Regions from separate parts of the Mus musculus genome. Here regions 1, 2, 3, 4, 5 and 6 are each linked to region 7. The links are chromatin contacts, called in public promoter capture Hi-C maps. All regions are on one chromosome and are shown on one strand. Each heading gives the region's core, a stretch centred on a gene start, on an enhancer-like site or on the middle of the called end of the contact. The rest is flanking DNA. Distances are from core to core; before and after follow the strand shown. Region 1 holds the start of Dis3 (DIS3 homolog, exosome endoribonuclease and 3'-5' exoribonuclease). Region 2 holds the start of D130079A08Rik (RIKEN cDNA D130079A08 gene). Region 3 holds the start of Klf5 (Kruppel-like factor 5). Region 4 overlaps Pibf1 (progesterone immunomodulatory binding factor 1). Region 5 holds the start of Slain1 (SLAIN motif family, member 1). Region 6 holds the start of Mzt1 (mitotic spindle organizing protein 1). Region 7 holds the start of Commd6 (COMM domain containing 6).

Region 1 (2,953 bases), core at 296-2,795, 2.5 Mb after region 7:
CATCTGACCTTACCTTTGTAAGATAATCCATTTTCAAGTTGTCGATCATCATGTTTTTCTGGGATAGCTCGATTTTCAGTAACTGAATATTATGAAGTATCTCTTTTCTTTCGATTAACTGCCTGGTGATTTTGACTTTACCTTCTCGCTCCTCTGATGATGAGACATCATCTGTATGAATGGTTGTTTCCAAACTAATATCTTCAGACTCCAGAGAACTAGAGATATTTACTTTTTTTGGTTCCTTGGCAATTTTGCGAGACATTTTATTATTTGAATCAATCTTCTGTAGAATAAAAAGAAATAAAGTTAAATATACAAAAAAAAAAAAACCTACTACAGGGCATACAGAGCATTAAAGAGACACCAAGGATCGCCTAGATCATTAGGTATTGGAAGGTCCCAAATGTAAGCCAGATTAGTGTTCAAATCAAACAGACTCACTAAATCCTATCATGAACTCACCCATTGTCCTGTGTGTGTGTGTGTGTCTCGGGGCAAGAATCTTACTTGAAGGTAACAGATAAATAAAGTCATGTAAAATAGAAAGGATAGCCCTATAATACTAAGTTTCAAACTCAAGGAGAGGTTGATTTTTGTCACTGAAGGTCCTCACAGAAGTAGTATTGAAATCTGGACACAGAGAGAAAAATGTTGGTATGTCGGTGGAGGGTTTATAAAGCAAGACTTACATGCCAGGTTTAGTTTTACAGTTAAGGCATCACCGAAAAATTTGAAAACAGGCTCAGAGTGCGACAAAAGCATTTTTAAATAACTTGAAAAACCTAAAGAGGTTAGAAGGGTACAAACTCGAATATTCTGAATAGCACATTTTAGCCTTCACAAGGCTTTTTGTAACTCCCTTGTTTAAATACGACACGATTTAGTAAAATAGTTATAGAACTAGCTATTTCAGTTTCTCTAAGAGGAACGCTAAAGAAGGAGGTCTGTGTGGTGGGGGGGAACAGGAAGAGCTTCAGTACAATCCGCCTCTTTCCTTTTTAAAGGGAAAGGATTGGGGGGGAAAAAAAGTAAAATAAGAAAACAAATCCTTGCGTGAGTTACCAAGGACCAGGGACCGGCTTCTCCCTCTTTGATTAAGAAATCCGTACATTCTAAACTTCCTACATTTTAGCATCTCTGCGCCGCGTGAGAAAGAAAGGGAAAAGGATTCCTGGAAGCTACCTCTCAATGGTCAGTAACTCCGCATATAAGGATAACACCAGCTTCACCCGGACTCTTGGAAGAACCAATGGCGTCTTCAGTCAGCAGCTCAGGCTGCCACCCCTCAACAGGTATCTCGGGGCTACCGGACCGTTAGGATCGGTCACCAAGACAACCACACGCCGTGCCCCAGAAGAAGTCGGAAGAACCTGGGGTGCGCAGGTACCCAAGCTCACTCCTTCCCGGAAGCCAGTCGGAAGCGGTGCAGGCTGGGAGCTGTAGTCCAGAGGAAAGCCCCGCCCACCGGCGGGAGGAAACAACCAACACTCGCCCAATCACCGCGACCGTCGGGGAACGAACGCGCCTTCGTGTTTTCTCGCGAGAGTGACCTCACCAGCCAGCGGGCAAAAGCGGGAATGCGCGTGGCCGCGCCTCGGTTTCTTAGCTGACGGCCGGGATCCCACGCCGCGAGGCGAGATGCTCAGGTCCAAGACGTTCTTGAAGAAGACCCGCGCGGGCGGCGTGGTGAAGATCGTGCGCGAGCACTACCTGCGGGATGACATCGGCTGCGGCGCGCCGGCTTGCTCGGCCTGCGGCGGGGCGCACGCGGGCCCGGCCCTGGAGCTGCAGCCCCGGGACCAGGCGAGCAGCCTCTGCCCGTGGCCGCACTACCTTCTGCCGGACACCAATGTGCTGCTGCACCAGGTGCGTGGACGCGGGGCCGCGTGGTGACGAGGGGGCGTGGCAGACAGGGACGCTGGGGACCGGGGAGGCGGGTCTTGGGATGTTGGATGGAGAGAGGCAAGTACCGTGGCTACCCTCGCTCGCATCCTGCCATCCAGGCTGAGGTACCGTTCCCTGATGTCACTTTATTTATTTATATATATATATTTTTTTTCGGTTCTTGGAGTCTTATTTTTAGACACGTTACATTTTCTAACCCCTGGTGTCTCTTCTACTTTAGATTATAAGTGCCTGGAAGCCGGGGACCTGGGCTTCTGTGGCCTCCAGATTGCGACCCCCAGGCAGCTTGTAAGTGCCTACGAACAAAAAATTGTGTGGGCCAGCATAATTTACTTATTAATAGCTCTGGTATTGCAAACTCTGTGGTCCGATTATGGGTGCTTGTCATCGTCTCAGGCCTACAGGGTCCCCCCTTAGTGACTTTGTCAAGTTTTTTCTGCAGCCAAGTACCACTTTGGCCTAACGGAGAGTCAGTGTTTTAAACTGTCACAAGAATTCAGGCTGGGCAGAGAGTTCAAGGTAGAACTGAAAACGGGGGAGTTAACATTTGGCTTTGGTTTTTTAAGATTGATGTCCTCGAACACCCGGCCATCAGAAATGTCATTGTGCTACAAACAGTGATGCAAGAAGTGAGAAACCGGAGCGCCCCCATCTACAAGCGAATCAGGGATGTGACCAATAACCAGGAAAAGCATTTCTATACCTTCACTAATGAGCACCATAAGTAAGTATCACAAAACCACAGGGCTACCTAAATTTAACAGACTTCTTGGAAAGGAATTTATCAAACACAGGCTGTAGCTTCCTGTGCTGCTTGGTGGTTACCTGGTTGTGTGGAAGACAGTGCTACCTACATAGGCTCATCTAAGGTCGCAGTGTTAGTGAGGTCACACCCTAAACCAGGATCTAGCCGCTAAAGTCGTCCTTTTACTTCTGAAATGCTCCCTTTAAGTTGTCTATTGAGTTGAATGGTTGATTCTTTGGCGATAAGAACCATCTACACTCCTGTAATCCCATATTATGTGAGTGACAAATATATAGGAGA
Region 2 (3,145 bases), core at 32-2,531, 2.8 Mb before region 7:
TTCCCGGTCAGGGGCAGCATACAGCCAGGCAAGAGTAGATGCGAGCGGGTTAAGAGCCCAAGGCTAGGGCATCCCGCGCGCGTGCGCACTGGTAGCCACCGAGCTCAGACCGTGGTGGGGGCGAGTCCGAGCGGACTGAGTGCGTGGAGCGTGGCGGGGGGGTGGGGGATGGGGGGGGGAAAGGGAGGGAGCAGAGCCCGCACATGCGCACTGAGCGCGACTTGGGGGAGTCAGCTGCAGTTCCCGGTTTCAAAAATTAGGCGCTGTCAGAGGTCGAGTTCCTCTCCTAAGTGCCTTTGAGATCAGTTTGAGTGAAAAGGGAAGAAGACGCAAATCTCATATTAGTTAAAAATTCTCTTTTTACATCCCAACTTGCCTAAGTCAAAAGTCAGTTAACGGATGCAGAAGTTTCAAATTTGGTTTTGCAGGTTTAATTTTTATTTTATTTTTTATTTTAATTTTTTGTTTATTTTCAAAAGAATTGGATGAATACGACCTAGGCTTTTGCTTTGTTGTTAAGATGCAATACCCCGCGAACTGATTAGACTAGAGAGGATTTATATCTGGACGAAAGGATTGGGGTGCTGCAAAGCCCTCGTGTTCTCCCTCAGATCGTCCCCCTCCCCCGGTGGAATGGGGAAGAGCGTCCCAGTCTGCTCTGAGGGAGGTGGCTAGGAACAAATTGAAGGGGTGAAGGGAAGCGGAAGGGACTGGCAGAGAGCTTGATGAAGACTTGGCAAAGAGGGTGGATGGAGAGAAAAGAGACCGCGCATTTATCGAGTAAAACGAATTGCAAGCATAAGTTTGTTTAATAACTCCGACGCCTAGCCTCAGCACAGCACAATGTATACAAACTTCTATAGACGAGAATCGGAATAAAACAAAACGTTGACAATTTCCAACCGCGGAAAATCACTTGCACAGGTCTCTTCTCTCCCTCCCGCCCCTGCCAAGTGTTGACAATAAACATTTAATGAAGGCAGAGACCTGGCCGTCTCCAGACAGTGTCAGAATACTTTCAGCAGACCATTAGCACGGCTTCTTCTACTTCAAACATCGCGTGGCACACCCTTACATTATTAAAAAAAAATACAACGTGTGAGATAAATAATCCGTTCACAAAGCTATCTTAAGTGGTCTGCAGGAGTTCTGACGCCCCTGTACTTACTAACAGAAAGTAACTCATTGTAGATTACTCGCGCTTAAAAATGTTAAATACAGTTAATGCAATATTAATCGCCCTTTGGTGATATAAAATGCAATATTTTCAGGCAGCTATTGAGCTTTTCCAGAGGAAGGGCTGATGAGAAGAGTCGCAGCTGAATAGTGAGAGAAAAAGCCTGGTATTTATTGCTTTTGTTTGGCTTTTGGCTACAGAGACAGGAACCTTCTAATGGGGTAAGGACATTTATTTTATCTGCAATCTATTGCTGAGAGAGCAGGGGCGGCAGATGGGGCTGGTGCGATATTCACAGTGTAATTTAGAGCAAATCCTAATAACTAATAATGATTTATGTTAATTTTGATCATCTCTGCGACTTTATCAAATCGTTGCGATGAAAGAAAGAAAAAGAAAGAGAAGCTAAATGTGCAGAGGGCTCTGAGGCTCACGGGTTTGGGAGCTCGCGTCCTGGGCTCTGCAGAATCTTAAAATGCATTCTGTTTTAGCAATGGAAATGTAGGAATTTGAAAAGGCAGGTAGGTAGGGTGCCTTTGACGAGGTACAGAGATGTTTGGATCAGGCTTATCTTTCTTGTCAAATCTACTTAAAATGTGTAGCCTTTCAGCGGCAAGCGCTTTTTATCTGTTTTCACTAAAACCGAATACGTTTTGGTTGTTTTGTTTGCCTACATTTAAACTAAACTTAAAAAAAAAATCCTCATGTTGGGTGCAGAGGGGCGGGGGCGGGAGCTATCTTGGGACTGGGAAAGCAGGGAACAAATGTAAGTTAATAGAGTCTTCCGAATGGGTAATCTTAATGTCTAGGTTCCAAGTGAGTTTAAGCTCGGCCAGCAATCTCTTGGCGCACACTGCCACTCCTCTTGAAGAAGTTCTTTTACTGGTTCCTTGAGTCCACTGCCAACTAACTCCTAATCTTTACCTTCCATCTGACACATGTTTGCCAGCATCAACTTAGGGAAACCAATTTCGGCCTTTACCACCCATCTCTACCTCCTTCCAAGAAATTCCCAGGCTTTTAAACTTAAACCGGTCTCTTCTCTCTTGACTTCCTTTGGTAAAGTGGCACACGAATAGAACTCCCAGGGGCTTCCAATTGAAACCCGGTTTTGCACTGAAATCCGGACTATTTTCGGCTAGAGTCCCAGCAGTTTTGAAAGGAAGGGCGCAGCCTCGCTCCTGGCAGTTTACTTCTCACTTACCTTTTGTGGGTTTTAACGCCTCGGGGCTATAGTTTGAAAGTAAAACAGCTTCAAAGCATCGCCTTATTAGCTCTGTATTTGAGGAATCCAGAGATGAAAACTACCTAAAAGGTTTAATAGGGCGGAACAGTATTTATTTGCCAAGCAAACAGCCAGAATATAGTTCAAAAGGGGCGCAGTGGCTTCTCAGCGGGAGGCTGGAAGGGCGAGAACGTGGGCAAAGCGAATTTCAAGCTTCAGTTCTGAGGTTAAAGTGAATCAAGTAAGCTCGGAATGAGATGGATCTTTTGATTTTTTTTTTTAACATTATCTCTCGCGCCCAACATTTATATATTCGGACATATACTCACAGGGTTTCTTCTGCCTTCCGAGTTGTTGTCAAGACTTTTGGTTTGTTAGTAAACTTTGATATTTTGCTTAGGAAGATGGGCCAACATCTCTCTAAGGATTTTATTTACTAATATATTTAAAATACAAACACACTCTTTAAAGTTAAATTTTCATTATTTTTCTTCCCGATTTTCTTTTTAAATGCTACAGATGTAAACTGCATTTGATTTCTTCTACTAGGAAAAAAAAAATCAAGCCACAAGATTCAGAATAAAATCTCCCTTTAAATTATGCTGTTTGGGTTTTGCTTTTGAAGAATATCTGTCAGTAACTGCACTGGTACTTTACTGCCAGGTTCTGGATATAAAGAAGACTTTAAGCAAAATAAATCTTTAAACAAAATAAATCCATGCAGCTGACATTAGCTGTTTGCT
Region 3 (2,837 bases), core at 154-2,653, 2.3 Mb after region 7:
TGGCAGACCCCAAGAAATAGGCGCTCAGTGCAAATACACAATACAGCAAGAGGCTATTAAACTAAGCGTCTTGAAATAAACCGATCTTAAACCCTTTCGTGCACTGCGCTCCCGTGGCGGTTAGTGGTTTCTGATTTTAGCTCTTCCAGCTGTTTGCATGTGGGTCTGTTTCCAATTTTTTTTTTCCTTGGGACTAGCTAAAAGTCCCGGGAAGTTTTTTCTAGGCTATATGACTCCCGTGCGTGGGCGAAAGAAACAGGCGCTTGCTCTAATTCGGCTGCTGGGCAAGTGTAAAAGCCAACTGCCAGCTTTCAACGCGACTCCGAGAGGAAATTTACGCGCACACTAAGAAAAACAACACCCCTGGCCTTTTTTGTCCGTGTTTCTTTTTAAGGGAAAAGCGGTGTTCCAATACAACCTTAAGATTCTAGTTTTCCAAACGGGGCCCTACAATACATTCTAGGGTGAGCCTCCACGGGGGTATATGAAACCCCAGTACTCCAATTTGCATTTCTATTTCACCCCAGAGGACGCAGGCAGGTGGACTTCCAAGGCCAGGGCCATCGGGAGAGAGCGGTCAAGAAGCATTTTAAGCCAAGTTGAGCGTGGGCACAAGCTTTCATCCCCACGCAAGCAAAGAGAAGGTGCACGCGAGCGCGCGGCTCTCTTTAGCTCCTCTGGACAGATCCGGGTGGGCCCCCGCCCTGCTCCCCCATCCACTCCCCGGCGCCCCGTCTGGGAGCGCAGGGCGGGGCTGTCCACCCGGGCACCCGTTCCCGCGCGTCCCAGTCTGGAGCGGCCCCTGTCGCCCGCGCCTCGTAGCGGCGGGACACGCCCGAGCCGGGGAAGGGAGGCCGGCCGCTCTGCTTACCTGGACCAGCTCCTCCGAGGGCAGTCGCGGGCCAGCGGCTGGCGGCGGCGCAGGCGGGTGGTGGTGCGCGTGTTTCAGATCGTCTCCGGAGAAGAGCGCCGCGTCGCGGGCCGGGTTCGCAGCGCCCAGCACCGGCTTGAGCTGCGCGAACACGGGCTCGTCCTGCGCGGCCGGCGGCTGGGGCAGTGGTCCCAGGCGGGCGCTCATGGTCAGCACCCGCGTGGGCATGGACGGTCTGGGGATTACGGGAGCGGGACACGGAGCGATCGCGATCCCACCTCGCTCGGGCTGGCACGGGACGGCGGACTCGGCGGGGGGCCGCGGCGGGGGACCCCTGGGCCGGCAGCCAGACGCTCACGAAGGCGGGCACGGAGATCGGGGCTCCTGGGCTCGGCCACGCGTCACCGCCGAGGTCCTCGGGCAGCCACTTTCTCCCGCCCCGCCCCAGCGCTCGCTCACCCTCTCGCCGGAACCCGCTCCCGCCACCCCCAAGCTCCACCAGCAACCTAAGAGAGCGCGTACCTGCCCCGCGACTACTGACACTTGACGCCCGCCTCTATTTCACCCAACTCCGGGGAGGCAGGGCCAGCTCACCGGACTGGCAGCGTTGTGGCCAATGGCAAGGCCCCAGGGCCAGAGGGTAGCCAGTAGGAAAGAAGGCCCACGAGGTCCCGCCTCCGACGGGCCGACCGCACCCCTCGCGGGCCAGGAGCTTCGCGCGCAGGGCTGCGGCGCAGTTTGTACACAACTTCTCTGACAGATTGGGCCGGCGGAGCACGGGGCGGGCGGAGGGAAGGAGAGGAGCGGGTGGAATCTAGGAAGAGGGGGAAATCAGGGTGGAGACGCGGAGGGAGATCTCTCCGAACTGTTCTCTGCCAGGATTAGGGCGAAAAAAAAGTATTGCACGTCTTAGGTGTTGTGCAAGGACCTGAAACTCGAAAACCGAAGACAGAAGGCAGCTAGGTGGGGGGAGCTGAGGTTTCCAGTCTTAACCAATGAGTGTATTTTTTTTTTTAAGTATACAAAATGTACTTTAGAGGAAAACAAGGGGCGGTGCGAAAACAAACGTAAAACAGCCCTCCTTTCTGTGTTTTCAGCCGTAGATCTATCTATCTTTTCGCAGATTCCTTGTGGCCTGAATAAAATCTGTAAATGTCAAGCATTTTTTTTCAAGTCCTTGCATACCAACCTGGGCACATTTTCCCCTACAGTATTTAAGGAGCTACAAGTTTTCACAGACATGTCTACTCTCCTTCGCCGAATGTGGGGAAAAGGTGGGGTGGGCCATATGAATTATGAAGTTTTTAATATTTAAACCATGTTGATTCTAGCCCGAGCATGGAATCTAATTTGAGAACTAACAGCCAGCTCAACCGGGTATTTAAATAGACATTACATCTTTGGCTTATTTTTGCTAGCACTGTAGTGTTCGGAGGGGCGGGGAATGGAGTTTTAATATATTCAGAAGTATGGGTCCCATCTACCTAATACAGTGTCACCTTTTCCTACGAAACGGGAACCAAAGAAGGCACAAACATTCACAGACATTCAACAGCCCTGAAAACTGGGTATCCAAACTGGTAGGAAAGCAACAGTCAACTATATTACTACCTTTTTACTGCGTTGTTTTAATGGAAGGTGAGTGGTTTGGTTTGGTTTTGTTCTTAATTTTTGCCAGTAATCACACCAAAGGAAACGCCTTTCCTTAATCCTCAATGTTCTTGTCTATGATTTTATCTGGCTTATTGAGAAGCTGAAACAATAAACTGCGACTTAAAAAGACGCCTGTAATATTGCTATCTATTTACGTCTGTTGGCAGCACACTATACTATAATACCTACCTAGAGCACACTCGCTCCTTTACAGTGAAGCATCTTTTTAAAAAGTTCTTAGGAAAAAAAAAAAGTGCACCTGAAAGAGTGTATCACAGGTATAAGTCTCATTTCCAATGAAATTTCCAAAGTC
Region 4 (2,789 bases), core at 105-2,604, 2.5 Mb after region 7:
CTTCCCGACAAAACCAGTAAAAACACAAATAAATCAGAATGGGTCCAGGTATATGTTTAGGCTTCCAGGCTGGAATCCTCTAAAGAGAATTCCCATTTTCTTTGTCAAGTGAAGCATCAAGTGAGTTGACAGAAGTGAGAAGTGTGAGTTGGAGGTTTGTAGCCAGAGGAAGGGAGGGAAGGCCTAAAACAGCTCTCAGGAGACTGGAAGGATCAGGGGGAAAAGCCCAGCGGTGCCCCACTGGAGGCTGCTAACAACGAATTAGAAGTACTTGGTGCTGCTAATGGGATTTTCTCCCCAGTAATGCTCAGCTAGACAAACAGAGGTGCCTTGGGCTATTTTGATAAAAAGAAAGTTGAAATTAAAGGCCATCAACAAGAGAGATGTTAAAGATGGATAAGGCAGTTAAGAGGATAGAAAACATACTTTTGGACTGATTCAACCATGTGAATTAGAAATTTTGTTATAAACACATAGCTGAGAACTGTGGCTGAGTATTCTGATGATGTGCACAAGCAGAGAAGCAGATGCCGATGTGAAGGGAGATATGCAAAGGTGTACAAACCTGCAGACCTGACCTGGGGATATAGCTCAGAAAACAGCACATGTCTAGCATATGCCTAGCACATGCAAAGCTCTGGGCTCCATCCACAGCACTGAAAAAGAACTGAAACACAGTGGGGAGGGAAATAAAAGCACAAACGCTTAGACAGTCACATCTGAACGTGACGTCATCTTTAACTTTCATTCACCTGACCTAATTGTCACCTGACGTAAGTCTTGGAGGTTTATTTGCCACAGTCTGCTAACCTAGGCTAGTCCTGGAAGCTTCTGGCCTCCATACAATCTAATCTAGCCTAGAATGTTTCAGCCTCTGAGATTTACTGCTAAATAAGCTCACCCTTTCTAGATCTTTCTGATCTCTGGCTACCTGGCTCAACTCAGCTGTTCTGGCTCAAAACTCTCCAAGCTGACTGATTCTATCTGGCATCTCTCTTGGCCTCTGACTTTTGCTCTGCTTGGCCCCAAACTAACTCTAGTAATCTGTCCTAATCTTCTGGCTGCTTCGCATTCTCTGGCTTGTTCTGTTTTCACCTCTGTCTAGCTTGTCTCTCTGCAGCCTGCCTCTGTACAACTGTCCCGGTAAAACTGCCCCTTAAGGAGCTTCCTTTCCCTCTCTGCTCTCCTGAGAGTCGGAGATATCCTACTCTGTCAAGTCTTTTTCTGATTTGTCACTTTGTCTGCTACTCAATTAGGCATCACTTTCACACATGGATGTTTCCTCCTACAAACTAACCTCACCTTCATTGATTGTGTACTAAGGGTGTGTCTGTATTCTAGCCAGACTGGTTAAAGGGCAAGCCAAACCACAACTAGAAACAGGTTTGTTTTTCCCAGTAAATAACACAATCTCAGGGTTCATAGTATGATCAGATATTCTGCAACATGTGACTTTGAAATATGGGAAGTACAGGCACCTGCCATGGAGAAGAGTTTGCACACATGTACATGTACAATGCCATGGAGAAGAGTTTGCACACATGTACATGTACACACACATATATACGATTTTTCCTTCAGTATAAATGCCTCATAGGGAAATACAGCCAGAAGTTCAGTGTAGAAACACATACTTTATATCATGAATTTCTCTTAAATCAAAAATTTCTTTCAAGTAAAAAGTATCCTTTTAGATCTATGCTGAAGAGGAGACAGAACGATTTATAGGAGCCAGAGGTGACGGATGACTAAGGAAAGAGTATCTTACGGATGCAGAGACTGTGGCAGCCTGGAAAAGACCTCAAACTGGTACAGCAATAAGAGGAGAAAATGATATGGGTTTATATCCCTGACCAAGACACTGTCTGCAATTAATTCCCACTGGAAAAGAAGCAACGGCTTTATTCCAATGGAGTAGAATCTCACTAAGTATTAACAATGCTTCATACCTAGATGGCCAACAAAAATGAAGCCAGTGGTATTTTTGTAGACTTTTTATCTCATTTTACATGTTTGGGATTTAAAAAATGATTGTTGTTTTTCTTGTTTATTTCAAGCTCCAATTTATGGTATGTCTATTTCTTGTTTTGTTTTTTGATTTTTTTTTTTTAAAGAAAGAAAGAAAAATTTAAAAGTAAGGTGAGTAGGGAGCTGGTGGATTTGGGAGGAATTGGGGAGGAGAAAAACAATGAACAATATAATGTATGACTTTTTTTCCAATAAGTGTAAACAAATCTCTCTTTAGAGTTACAACTTTTGTTCGTTGGGGTAGGAAGATCTGCTTTGGGTACTCTTAGGAACTAAAGGTAAGAGTTGGATATGTTGGTATATGTCTGTAAGCTGAATACTTGTGAGGTGAGGCAGTTGGACTTCAAAGCCTGGTTTATGGAGTTAGACCTCGCTACCATAGCATTGGAAAACAGAAAATAGTGTACTGCCTCAAAATGGATCCACATTTTATAGCTACACAATTCTGTGGATAAGGCAAAAGGCAGTAGACTATTGCTGTATTCCCCACTGCTTTCTCCCCTGTGTTCTGTGGGAAGATGTCCACCTTACGTTCTCTCATCACTGAAAAGTGGATTGCATGTGCTAGGAGCAGCCATTCTTTGCCTCCCACAAGATAAGCAAAAGATTAAGTTTCTCATAATCCTAGCACCTAGTACTGTGGCTTTTATATAAAAGTTTTGTAAGTAATATTTATGGAAGAAGCAAGAGAGGACAATGTATAGAATTAGATGCAAAAAAATTATAAATATTTTTATAGAAAAAGAAGTAGACACAAAGTT
Region 5 (3,135 bases), core at 42-2,541, 2.0 Mb before region 7:
CCTCCAGTCCTTAAAAAAACCTTTGCCTCTGACGTACCAGGATGGCACACCTTTAATAATCAAATCGGTATCTGAAAGGTTATCTATGAAAATACAGAGAGATGGCATATATAACTACACAACTCAACTGCAATAGCAGATGTCTGAGAAGAGGCTCATCACTAGGCGGCTTCCGATGTGACCAAAGGGGGGCTGCACACCAATCCTGTGCAGCGTTCGTTTGTAAGGAAAGAACGGTAAGCAGTGGAGGAGAGCAGAAGACAAGCACCTTCACCACACACACACACACACACACACACACACACACACACACAGAGAGAGAGAGAGAGAGAAGAGAGCAGGGCTGAGCGACAAGATGACATGAGTTGTGCATTTAAGGCTAACGAGGCGCTTGGGACCCCGTAATCAGCAAAGAGCAAAGCACGGGGCAGATGGCAGTCCCCAGTCGGACCAATAGGCACAATGCTAAAACAGGTTTCTGCCTCCATGCAAAGCTTCTGCTCAGGGCTTGGCACCTGCTAGGCCTCTGGGTCCCCTGCCTCCCACGCCCCGCCCCCGCGTGCTGGGCCTCCCAACTCCGGGGGGAGGGGGCGGCGGAGCTCGGCTATACCAGGTGTAGTCGTCCTCCTCGCTCCAGGCGGCCAAGCTCTCCAGGTCCAGCGGCTCCACCTCGTCCAGCAGCGTTGGAGGCGGCAACGGCGGCGTGGCGGCTTCCCCCGGCGGGGTCCCTGCGGTCCCCGGTTCCGGGCTGCCACCTCCGCCGAAGAAGCCCGCCGCCGGCTTGGAGTAGACGAAGGGCGCGTCAGCCGGCTGCAGGCTGCAGAGCAGGGAGGGCGCGGGGCTGGGCAAGCAGTAGGTGCCCGGGAACGCGGGGCCCAGCGCCCCCGGGCCCGGGGAGGTCGTGCTGGCCGGGGCCCTGTGCGTGGCGAGCGGGCTGCAGGCCCCGGCTGGCGGCGGGGCGGAGGGCGGCGGCGGCTGCAGCAGCAGCAGGTGCGGGGCGGCGGCCGCACTGGCCGCCCGGCTGCGCAGCTGCTCGTTCTGCTTCTCCAGCTTGCGCACCAGCTCCTGCAGCTTCTTCACCTCCAGCTCGGCGTTCACCACCGGCCCCGGGCCGGCGCCGGAGGCCGCCACCGGCGAGGCGCATTTCACCTGCTCCGCCATCATCGCGGGAGCCCCGAGCGCCGCGGCGAGGAGGCTACGCGGGCCCAGCTCGCGCAGCCTACCAGCATCAGCACCAGGGCCCAGCCTCCGGCCGAGGAAGAAGCAGCCGCGCAGCTCTGCACCGTGCTCTGCTCTAGCGGCTCCGGGTTTTAGCCGAGGCCCCGGGACGGGGCGGGGCGCGAGGGGCGGAGCTTCTGGTGATGGATGTGTCGTGGGGGCGGGACCTGCGGCGGGGACCCTCCCTGGGCATCCGTCTGCACCCACACCACCTAACCTCAGGTGCCTGATTGGACCTGGCCTGAACTTCCCGCCGCTCGCACTTCTTCCGCTTTGGGCGAGAGAACCCCACTTCTAGGACTACAGCCAGGGGCGGGATCTAAAGAAGTAGCAGGTGTCTGTGGCAGGGGAAAAACGTACCCAGGGCCAATGGCTAGCCCTCTTACAAGAGCACTTTTAGACTTCAGGGTATTGCCACCTGCTAATGAAACCTCGTGAAAAAAGGTCTGGGGAACATGATGCTCACCCCCCCCCCAAAAAAGCAACAACAGATGCTTTGGGTCTGTTTGAAAAGATGCGGCTAAGGGTAGTATTAAGTAGCACAGAAACAAAATGGTGGGATAGGAGAGAATAAGGAGGGAAAGTGAGAAATCCCAGTCTCTATGAGGGAGGATGGCCAGCTGCTGAAGAGTCAGGCGTTCACTTCAGTCTATCTAAAATAGCCATATATGAACTATCCCCACCAGTCTTTCACCATGAAAGGAGAGTTGGGTTTTCATGCTCTTTTATATTAGACAAAAGATCTTTGAGCATCTCCTGCATGCTCCACTGTGTTCTAAACGCTGGCTTTTTGAGCAAGTGAACAACAGGCATCAGTGATTGCAAATACAAGCAAAATTGTGCACCATCTGTTAAATCATTTACACTATTAAAGTCACACGTGCCTGAGCGAAAAGAGGAAAGGTATAACATTCCCTGCTTTTTTGTTGTTTGTTGGTTTGCTTGTTTGGTTTTTTTTTTTTTTTTGGGGGGGGGGATTCTTGGAAACCATGCTTTTTATTTTTTCAACAAAAATGCTTTTACGCAGATGAACCGATCGTTTTGTTCAGTTAATGTTGACTTAGCATTTTGTGGGTTTAACACAAAGGAAAGCCTGCCGTTATAGTGCGAGAACAATCCACACCGCTGATTTTCATCCTCAGACGGTGTACTAGCTTGTGAAGGGCCTCGCTCAGGCACTGTACACATGACGTCAATGAAAACATACCGCACATCTCTGTGGCAGCGCTAGGATGTTGCCTCTAATCTTTTAAAATTTGATCCTGTGCCTTGCTGCTCAGAAACACTTGTGTCTTCTCACTTGGCAAGCTACAGCTCTAAACTTGGGTGTATGTGCAAAGGTGGGTGTCCTGAATTTAACTCGGCTGGAGAGAGCTTCTGGAAGTTAGTGTATGCTAACTTCCCTGAAGTTACCTTCCACACAGAGCCCCGCTGGCCATCTGACCCCAACCACCTGTATCTCCCACCACCTTTCCAAGTTTCCTTTTTTTGGGCCTGTTGGTTATTACTAAAACCTGGAGAAGTGGAGTACTACTGCTGAAACTCCTAAGTGAAGAATCTATTGAAAGATTTTCCCCGCATGCTCAGTGGCAGATGCGGGCAGCAGTATCCCTGAAACACAAAGAAAGGGAGAGGACAGGCACAAAGAGAACAAAGAGCTGCTGAGTGCCACATCAGTGAAAGAAATTAGGGATCAGCACATAACAGTTTAAACAACAAGAGTTAACAAGTAAAGAGAAGCAGTCATTTCTACTACAGCATTCATATACTCTAAAGAAGCAGAGAACTAAGCACTCATCCCCTCCTGCATTTGCTCTTTCTGATCTACACTGTAGAACTATTTTTTAAGTAACAATTATTGTAAAAATTTGTGACTGTTTACAAAAAGAAAAAAAAAAAGCATACCTGAGCATTTAA
Region 6 (2,981 bases), core at 370-2,869, 2.6 Mb after region 7:
AGCGTGGCATGTTTGTCTCCATATTGGTCTTGGCTGCTGTCTTTGGTCTGAGGTATATATGAGTAGCTCAGCTGTGACCAGCTAACTTGTAAAGCCTGTGTGCTGTTTCTGTGCTGGTGTGGGCAGTTCCTGGATGTCGACCTCCTGCATAAGAGCGCTCAGATCATGTCTGCTCAAAGAACCATTACAAGATTAGGTGCCATCTTCTTCTTGTATTTACACTTAAAATTATTTGTAGTTACTTTCACTTAAAATCACTTGTAAACACTAGGCAAGAGAAACTTACTGGTAGTTTTGTGGACTTAAAGATAGAAGGACTAGCAAGGGTTTGTTCATGGAGATTAGAATAATCACTGGGACTTTCAAAGGGATTTAAAACAGGGATCCTTCCTGGAGTTTCTGGTGTTATTTGCATTTTTAATTCGCTGACATCTCCCATAGCCCAGGAAGCAAACTAGAAAGAAATCAAAAGTACACATATTAAAATTACTGAATATCATAGATATTAATCCCGACAAAATACATTCAACATCTCACTCCAAATCGAATCCTCTTGGGGTTAAGTTTCTATGGTTTACAAAGGAGAATCAGCCCTGCACGTTTTCTCAGATGATCCGGAGCCGAGCCTTGGGAGCTGGGGAAGGTACGGCAATGCTCCTATCACTTTTTCAGAGGAAGCAACGCATGCACGGAAGTTATGCGGCATATATGAAGCAGCCAACCGGTTATGAGTGGGCTCTGGTCCAATCTGATTACACCAAAAATAAGTGCCTTTCCAACCAAACGACTTCTATTTATCGTTTTCCTTATTCATCATCTCAAGACAAAACCGTACGAACACCGTCCGGATACCCAAGTAATTCCACACAGAACTGCAATTTTTACTACTGGCACGTTAGTCCTCACTTGAACAGGGTGAGTGACAGGCTGGACCCAGGTGGGGATTTAAACTACTTTTCCTAAAGAGCACTCCCCCTCCGGGATCCAAAGGCACGCTGCATTCCTTCCAAAGAGGGTTACAGCCAGAAGGGAGATGGGGGCGGGGGTGAAGAAGAAGAAAAGAAAAGAATTTACTTTTGTAAGATCAAAGTTGAGCGGGCTCCCTCGGAAACAGCAGAGACGTCACTTCCAGCGACCATTCAGTGTCCAGGCGCCCTCTCTCTCTGCTCCCCTTCACACCTAGGCGAGCTCACAGGTACGTCTGGGGCCAGGAAACCAGAGCGGTCCACCTCGAAGCAGGAGTCCAGGCCTGGGGCCACGGAGAACGTACCTACACTCGTGGGCAACGTGGAAGTTCTAGCATCACCCTGCAGATGCCCACGCCAGGCGCCGACTCTTTAACTCCCTCCGTGCTCTCCGGCCAACCAGGGCGCGGGGCGGGGAGAGGTCACCGGCCAATCGCGTCCCACCGCCGTCCGCGAACCAGCCAATGGCGTCGAGGCGGCCGGGTGAATTCGAACGCTAACTCCTCGCTCTACGTTCCGCGCAAGGGAACGAGGCTCCAAATTCAAATCAACGCGGTCCGGCGTCGGCGCTCGGCGCTCGGCGCGAGGGGGCGTGGCCCGGGCGGCGGGGGCGTGGCCTGGGCGGTGCGAGCGCCGCCGCGCGGTGTGTGGGCGGGGCCGAGCGGCGGCGGGCGCTCCAGTTCCGGGTCAGGCCTTCTCCCACCGGGGCGGGGGCCTCTCCTCTCCATGGCGAGCGGTAGCGGCCCGGGCGCGGCGGCCTCGGCCAACCTGAACGCGGTGAGGGAGACCATGGACGGTGAGTGCGCGTCGTTCTCGTCTGACCGGGCCTGCGCTTCCCGGCGCCGAGCCCCCGGATGGAGGCGTCGTAGAGGGCCCCACGGTCCCCGCGTCGGCCTCGGCGGTATCCTGCGAGGGGACGGGGAAGGGGACCCGCCGCGACCTCGAAGCTGGCGGCCCCAGAGCTCCGGTCTTCCGCTGCGGCGGAGTTTGGCGCGCGCGGGGCGTTCCAGGCCTCGCGACCGCTGCCTGCGAGCCCATCCTGGGGCCACGCGACCCGCCAAGTGTCTGGCGCCTGCTCGTGTCTGGCGCGTGCTCGTGGCCTGGGGACCCGGGGCGAAAGGGGTCGTGGACCTTTTTGTCCACGCGGTGAGCTCAGTTCCGGGGCCCAGGCGTTTCAGTAACGGGTTATTTGTTTCCAGTGATTGAGCACCACTCCCCGTCACCATCTCCCACTCCTTAGATCGGGCGACACGGGTGACCGCGGTTGTGGGTGTGTCCGCGCCCGCTGCCTGATAGGTAGAGCGCACCCAGAGGTACAGAAATAAGTCTCAGAGTTCCCTTCTCTCTGCTATGGTTCTGCAGCTTTGTCCCTCTCGGACCCAACACTTAGAAAGTAACTATTATTCGTAAACAATAAAATAAAGTTGTAGCTCCGGGTATTTAAAATAAGACAGCCAGGTAAAGTGTGTGTCAAGTGATCGGTTTTATTTGCTTTTTCTTTTGCGTTAGCAAGCATCTTTCTTTGTCTTAATTTTACACGTTTCCATCTACGTGTGGTTCTACATGTCTGTTTTGGCAGTGGCTTTGATGGTTTCCAGAGGTTACCCCCTCAACATCTTTCTCAAAAGATAACCTTACGCTTTGCAGTGGTTTTCCCCACCTAATTGTTTGCCACATTGTTCTTTTTCTGTCTCCAGCCTGTCTTTTTTTTTTTTCTTTTTTCTTTCATCTTAGATGTTCCACGGCTTATTGTTTTGTAAAAATAAATGTATGTACACAAGGGTACCGTTGTGGTTTTTAGGTTGTGTTGTTCTGAGATAAGACTCTTGCCTGTGTAGCCTAGAGTGACCTCAAGTTCCTGAGCTTCTCTTTTTGCCTCTGGAGCGTCCATGGGGTGCTGGGTGCACCAGTGTGTGTTGTGAGTAGTGTCTGAAGAGAACTGGTTAAGTTGGTGGGCCTGCTGTGAGGGCTAAGGCTTTGCATCCCAACCTTTTGTGAGAGAACGTGTTGTAAAGT
Region 7 (2,794 bases), core at 38-2,537:
TGATTATGGGATGGATCCCTGGATATGGCAGTCTCTAGATGGTCCATCCTTTTGTCTCTGCTCCAAACTTTGTCTCTGTAACTCCTTCCATGGGTGTTTTGTTCCCATTTCTAAGAAGGGGCAAAGTGTCCACACTTTGGTCTTCTTTCTTCTTGAGTTTCATAAATTGTATCTTATATCTTGGGTATTCTAAGTTTCTGGGCTAATATCCACTTATCAGTGAGTACATATCATTTGAGTTCTTTTGTGATTGGGTTACCTCACTCAGGATGATGCCCTCCAGGTCCATCCATTTGCCTAGGAATTTCATAAATTCATTCTTTTTAATAGCTGAGTAGTACTCCATTGTGTAAATGTACCACATTTTCTGTATCCATTCCTCTGTTGAGGGGCATCTGGGTTCTTTCCAGCTTCTGGCTATTATAAATAAGGCTGCTATGAACATAGTGGAGCATGTGTCCTTCTTACCGGTTGGGACATCTTCTGGATATATGACCAGGAGAGGTATTGCGGGAACTTCCGGTAGTACTATGTCCAATTTTCTGAGGAACCGCCAGACTGATTTCCAGAGTGGTTGTACAAGCTTGCAATCCCACCAACAATGGAGGAGTGTTCCTCTTGGTTAGAGTGTTCTTAGGAGACAAGCGCTCATTTATTTAAGAAAAAATCGTTAAGCACATTTGTACAGTAAAGCTGTAACCGTTGGTAAATGTGGGTGGCATGTTATTATTTGCAACTTGTATGAAAATATTTTCAAGGTTTTTTTTTTTTCTCCTAAATAAAATATTGGCAGGAGAATAAAAATCAGTGTGGATATTCTCTGCAGAATGCATCTGGTGTCAACAGAAGAGAAGACAGGATGAGAAGTTGCTGCTGAAATTTGGAGTAATAGCAGAGATTTTAAAAAGGCTCCACCCTCCTTAAGTCAGGCTAAGCCGGTGAACTCGGTCCCAGGGAAGAGTTCTCGCTAGACAATTGTAGTTATAGTCACACCAGAGTCCACACTAGGGGTGTGGCCACAAGCCGATTGGTGTCACTGCAGGCACAGTGACTTTGCGCTTGCGCAGAGATGAGCCCACTTCTTGCCCTACGATGGGGGAGCCGACATCCTGGATGTCACGAGTCCTCCACCAGGTTTCCTGCACGTCTCTGGACCTTTCTCCCCCCCACAGAACTTTCCCTTTCCCAGTATCTCATAAAACTGATGTTTAACTGAGACAAAACTCGAATTACATAGAAATCTATTCTCCGCAACCTAGCGTGAGTGGGCGGGGCCTAGGTCCGGAAGCGGAAGTGCTGGCCGGTGGATCACACTGTGGTCATGGAGGAGTCTGGGTTCAGGGAGCCCGTGCTGGATGCCAAGTCGGAGGTGAGTACGGGCTGGAAGGAGAAGGGTCTGGGGCGGACGCTGGCGCCCGGACTGCGTTTCTCTAACTCGTGTCTCTGCTTCCGTTCCAGGTCACGGGCCAGGTGAGTGGCCGCCCCGCCGTCCCATCCCCTGCTCGCCGATCCTTCCCCGGGCTGCGCTTCCCTCTTGCACCCGAGGGGATGGCCGCTGTGGCTGTCACTTAAACTGCCCTGCCCCTAGAGTGCAGCCCGAGCGCTGGTCCACCTTTATTAGGCACCCTTTATTCCTTTACTCCAAGGCAGGAATACGATGTTTTCAAATGTGACGCTTACAAGAGACATTGCTAAGATTTGCAAAAATAGCGTCCTCCCTTTTTCTTTTAACGATAGCTTATTTTGAGGCGGGCTAGCCGGGGAACTTTGCTAGGAAAACCAGACTGGCTTGAGCTCTCTCAGATCCACTGGCCTCTGCCTCTGAGGCGCAGGGATCGAAGGTGTGCTCCGTCAAGCTCAGTCATTTCTTTAAAGACCTTACTCTGAAGAGGAACTCTAACTTGTCTAACCTCTCTTATGTTACATTAAGAATAAATAGGATTTTTGACTTCCTAAAGTTATACTAACACTTTTCCAAGACAGAACATTGGGAGTTTTAGTCAGGAGTTACCTATGTTCACCTAAATATAAGAAAAGTGCTGAAGTTAAAACATGGTAAGAATACAGAGGCTGAGAGAAGAGTGTACTGACTGCTCCTTGTCTCCAAATGATTTTTTTTTTTTTGGAAGCAGGCTCTCACTAAACTTCTGAGGTCGGCCTTAACTTGTAACCCACACTGGCCTCGAACTTGTGGTCATCTGGCCTCAGCATCTAACTGGCTGGATTTAGAGCTTAGAAGTCTCCAGCTTTTCTTGCTGTTGGTTTGGAAGAGTCCTGCAAGGGCACTCTGTGATACGGATAAACCTGCTCTATTTTGTGTAACCGTATATGAAGTTAGTGGCTTTTTGTTGCTTTGTTCTTGTTTTAAGATTTTATCTGTCTGTATAACACGTGGGTCCCTAGAGACCAGAAGGGGCCTCAGAGTCGCTGGAATTGCAGAAATAGATGGTTGTGAGCTGCCATGTAGGTGCTGGGAACTGAACCTGGGTCCCCTGGAAGAGCAGCAAGTGCTTTTAACCACTGAGCCATCTCTCCAGTCAGAGTTACCTGAGTTGGTTTATTATTACTATTCAACCCCACGTTATTTTGACCTCTCGTTTTGTATGTTCCATTAAAGATGCTTTGAAACTGACCTGTACTGGGCTGTACGTATCTATGTATGTACGTATGAAGTTTATATGTATGTATTTTAGGAAACTTTTCCACCCTAAAGCAATATGAATCCATCGGTCACAGTTCTGGGAGTCAGAGGTATAAAACCAGTTTTACAGGGCCAAGGTGGAGGAAGGTTGTG

What was found. Promoter capture Hi-C pulls out the DNA fragments that hold promoters and counts their contacts. Capture Hi-C pulls out chosen DNA fragments and counts their contacts.
Region 1: a contact with region 7 is called in a promoter capture Hi-C map of liver, with 10 times the contacts expected there. The contact joins the promoter of Dis3 here to the promoter of Commd6 in region 7. A contact is called at or near these places in 11 of 39 promoter capture datasets (the 3T3-L1 cell line, the C10 cell line, the HPC-7 cell line and 7 more), 2 of 484 Hi-C or Micro-C datasets (CD4 T cells and the G1E-ER4 cell line), 4 of 115 datasets of contacts at active chromatin or transcription factors (cardiomyocytes, embryonic limb bud, large pre-B cells and 1 more) and 2 of 9 other capture datasets (adipose tissue and liver).
Region 2: a contact with region 7 is called in a promoter capture Hi-C map of pre-B cells, with 7 times the contacts expected there. The contact joins the promoter of D130079A08Rik here to the promoter of Commd6 in region 7.
Region 3: a contact with region 7 is called in a promoter capture Hi-C map of liver, with 4 times the contacts expected there. The contact joins the promoter of Klf5 here to the promoter of Commd6 in region 7. A contact is called at or near these places in 5 of 39 promoter capture datasets (the 3T3-L1 cell line, hippocampal neurons, liver and 1 more) and 2 of 115 datasets of contacts at active chromatin or transcription factors (astrocytes and embryonic stem cells).
Region 4: a promoter capture Hi-C map of liver shows a contact between it and region 7, with 9 times the contacts expected there. The contact joins the enhancer-like site here to the promoter of Commd6 in region 7. A contact is called at or near these places in 2 of 39 promoter capture datasets (hippocampal neurons and liver) and 2 of 115 datasets of contacts at active chromatin or transcription factors (embryonic forebrain and pro-B cells).
Region 5: a promoter capture Hi-C map of liver shows a contact between it and region 7, with 5 times the contacts expected there. The contact joins the promoter of Slain1 here to the promoter of Commd6 in region 7. A contact is called at or near these places in 2 of 39 promoter capture datasets (the C10 cell line and pre-B cells), 1 of 484 Hi-C or Micro-C datasets (CD4 T cells), 2 of 115 datasets of contacts at active chromatin or transcription factors (astrocytes and large pre-B cells) and 1 of 9 other capture datasets (liver).
Region 6: a contact with region 7 is called in a promoter capture Hi-C map of hippocampal neurons, with 5 times the contacts expected there. The contact joins the promoter of Mzt1 here to the promoter of Commd6 in region 7. A contact is called at or near these places in 13 of 39 promoter capture datasets (the 3T3-L1 cell line, the C10 cell line, the HPC-7 cell line and 9 more), 4 of 484 Hi-C or Micro-C datasets (CD4 T cells, CD8 T cells and rod photoreceptor), 3 of 115 datasets of contacts at active chromatin or transcription factors (embryonic forebrain, embryonic stem cells and large pre-B cells) and 2 of 9 other capture datasets (adipose tissue and liver).

Annotation. Positions count from the first base shown.
Region 1 is chr14:99,098,362-99,101,314 of GRCm38.p6, reverse strand. It overlaps Dis3 (DIS3 homolog, exosome endoribonuclease and 3'-5' exoribonuclease), which reads left to right and starts at 1,545. Exons shown (of 21, transcript NM_028315.2): 1 at 1,545-1,869; 2 at 2,475-2,632. The coding sequence starts at 1,642. It overlaps Pibf1 (progesterone immunomodulatory binding factor 1), which reads right to left and starts at 1,891. Exons shown (of 18, transcript NM_029320.3): 1 at 1,186-1,891; 2 at 14-286. The coding sequence starts at 265.
Region 2 is chr14:104,457,472-104,460,616 of GRCm38.p6, reverse strand. It overlaps D130079A08Rik (RIKEN cDNA D130079A08 gene), which reads left to right and starts at 1,281. Exons shown (of 5, transcript NR_168067.1): 1 at 1,281-1,398.
Region 3 is chr14:99,297,257-99,300,093 of GRCm38.p6, reverse strand. Klf5 (Kruppel-like factor 5) reads right to left here and starts at 1,403. Exons shown (of 4, transcript NM_009769.4): 1 at 872-1,403. The coding sequence starts at 1,099.
Region 4 is chr14:99,127,851-99,130,639 of GRCm38.p6, reverse strand. All of the region lies in intron 5 of Pibf1 (progesterone immunomodulatory binding factor 1), which reads right to left. Among named protein-coding and RNA genes, the nearest start is that of Dis3, 29 kb to the right of the region's middle. Within about 2 kb of position 1,354, at least 15 of the 459 cell types and tissues checked have an H3K27ac peak or open chromatin away from gene starts, as enhancers often do. A contact at or near this core is called in liver, where this site is marked.
Region 5 is chr14:103,648,384-103,651,518 of GRCm38.p6, reverse strand. Slain1 (SLAIN motif family, member 1) reads right to left here and starts at 1,291. Exons shown (of 7, transcript NM_198014.3): 1 at 611-1,291. The coding sequence starts at 1,164.
Region 6 is chr14:99,044,774-99,047,754 of GRCm38.p6, reverse strand. It overlaps Mzt1 (mitotic spindle organizing protein 1), which reads left to right and starts at 1,619. Exons shown (of 3, transcript NM_175245.4): 1 at 1,619-1,761. The coding sequence starts at 1,692. Bora (bora, aurora kinase A activator) reads right to left here and starts at 1,378. Exons shown (of 12, transcript NM_175265.5): 1 at 1,075-1,378; 2 at 287-454. The coding sequence starts at 439.
Region 7 is chr14:101,638,964-101,641,757 of GRCm38.p6, reverse strand. It overlaps Commd6 (COMM domain containing 6), which reads left to right and starts at 1,287. Exons shown (of 4, transcript NM_001033132.3): 1 at 1,287-1,369; 2 at 1,459-1,470. The coding sequence starts at 1,322.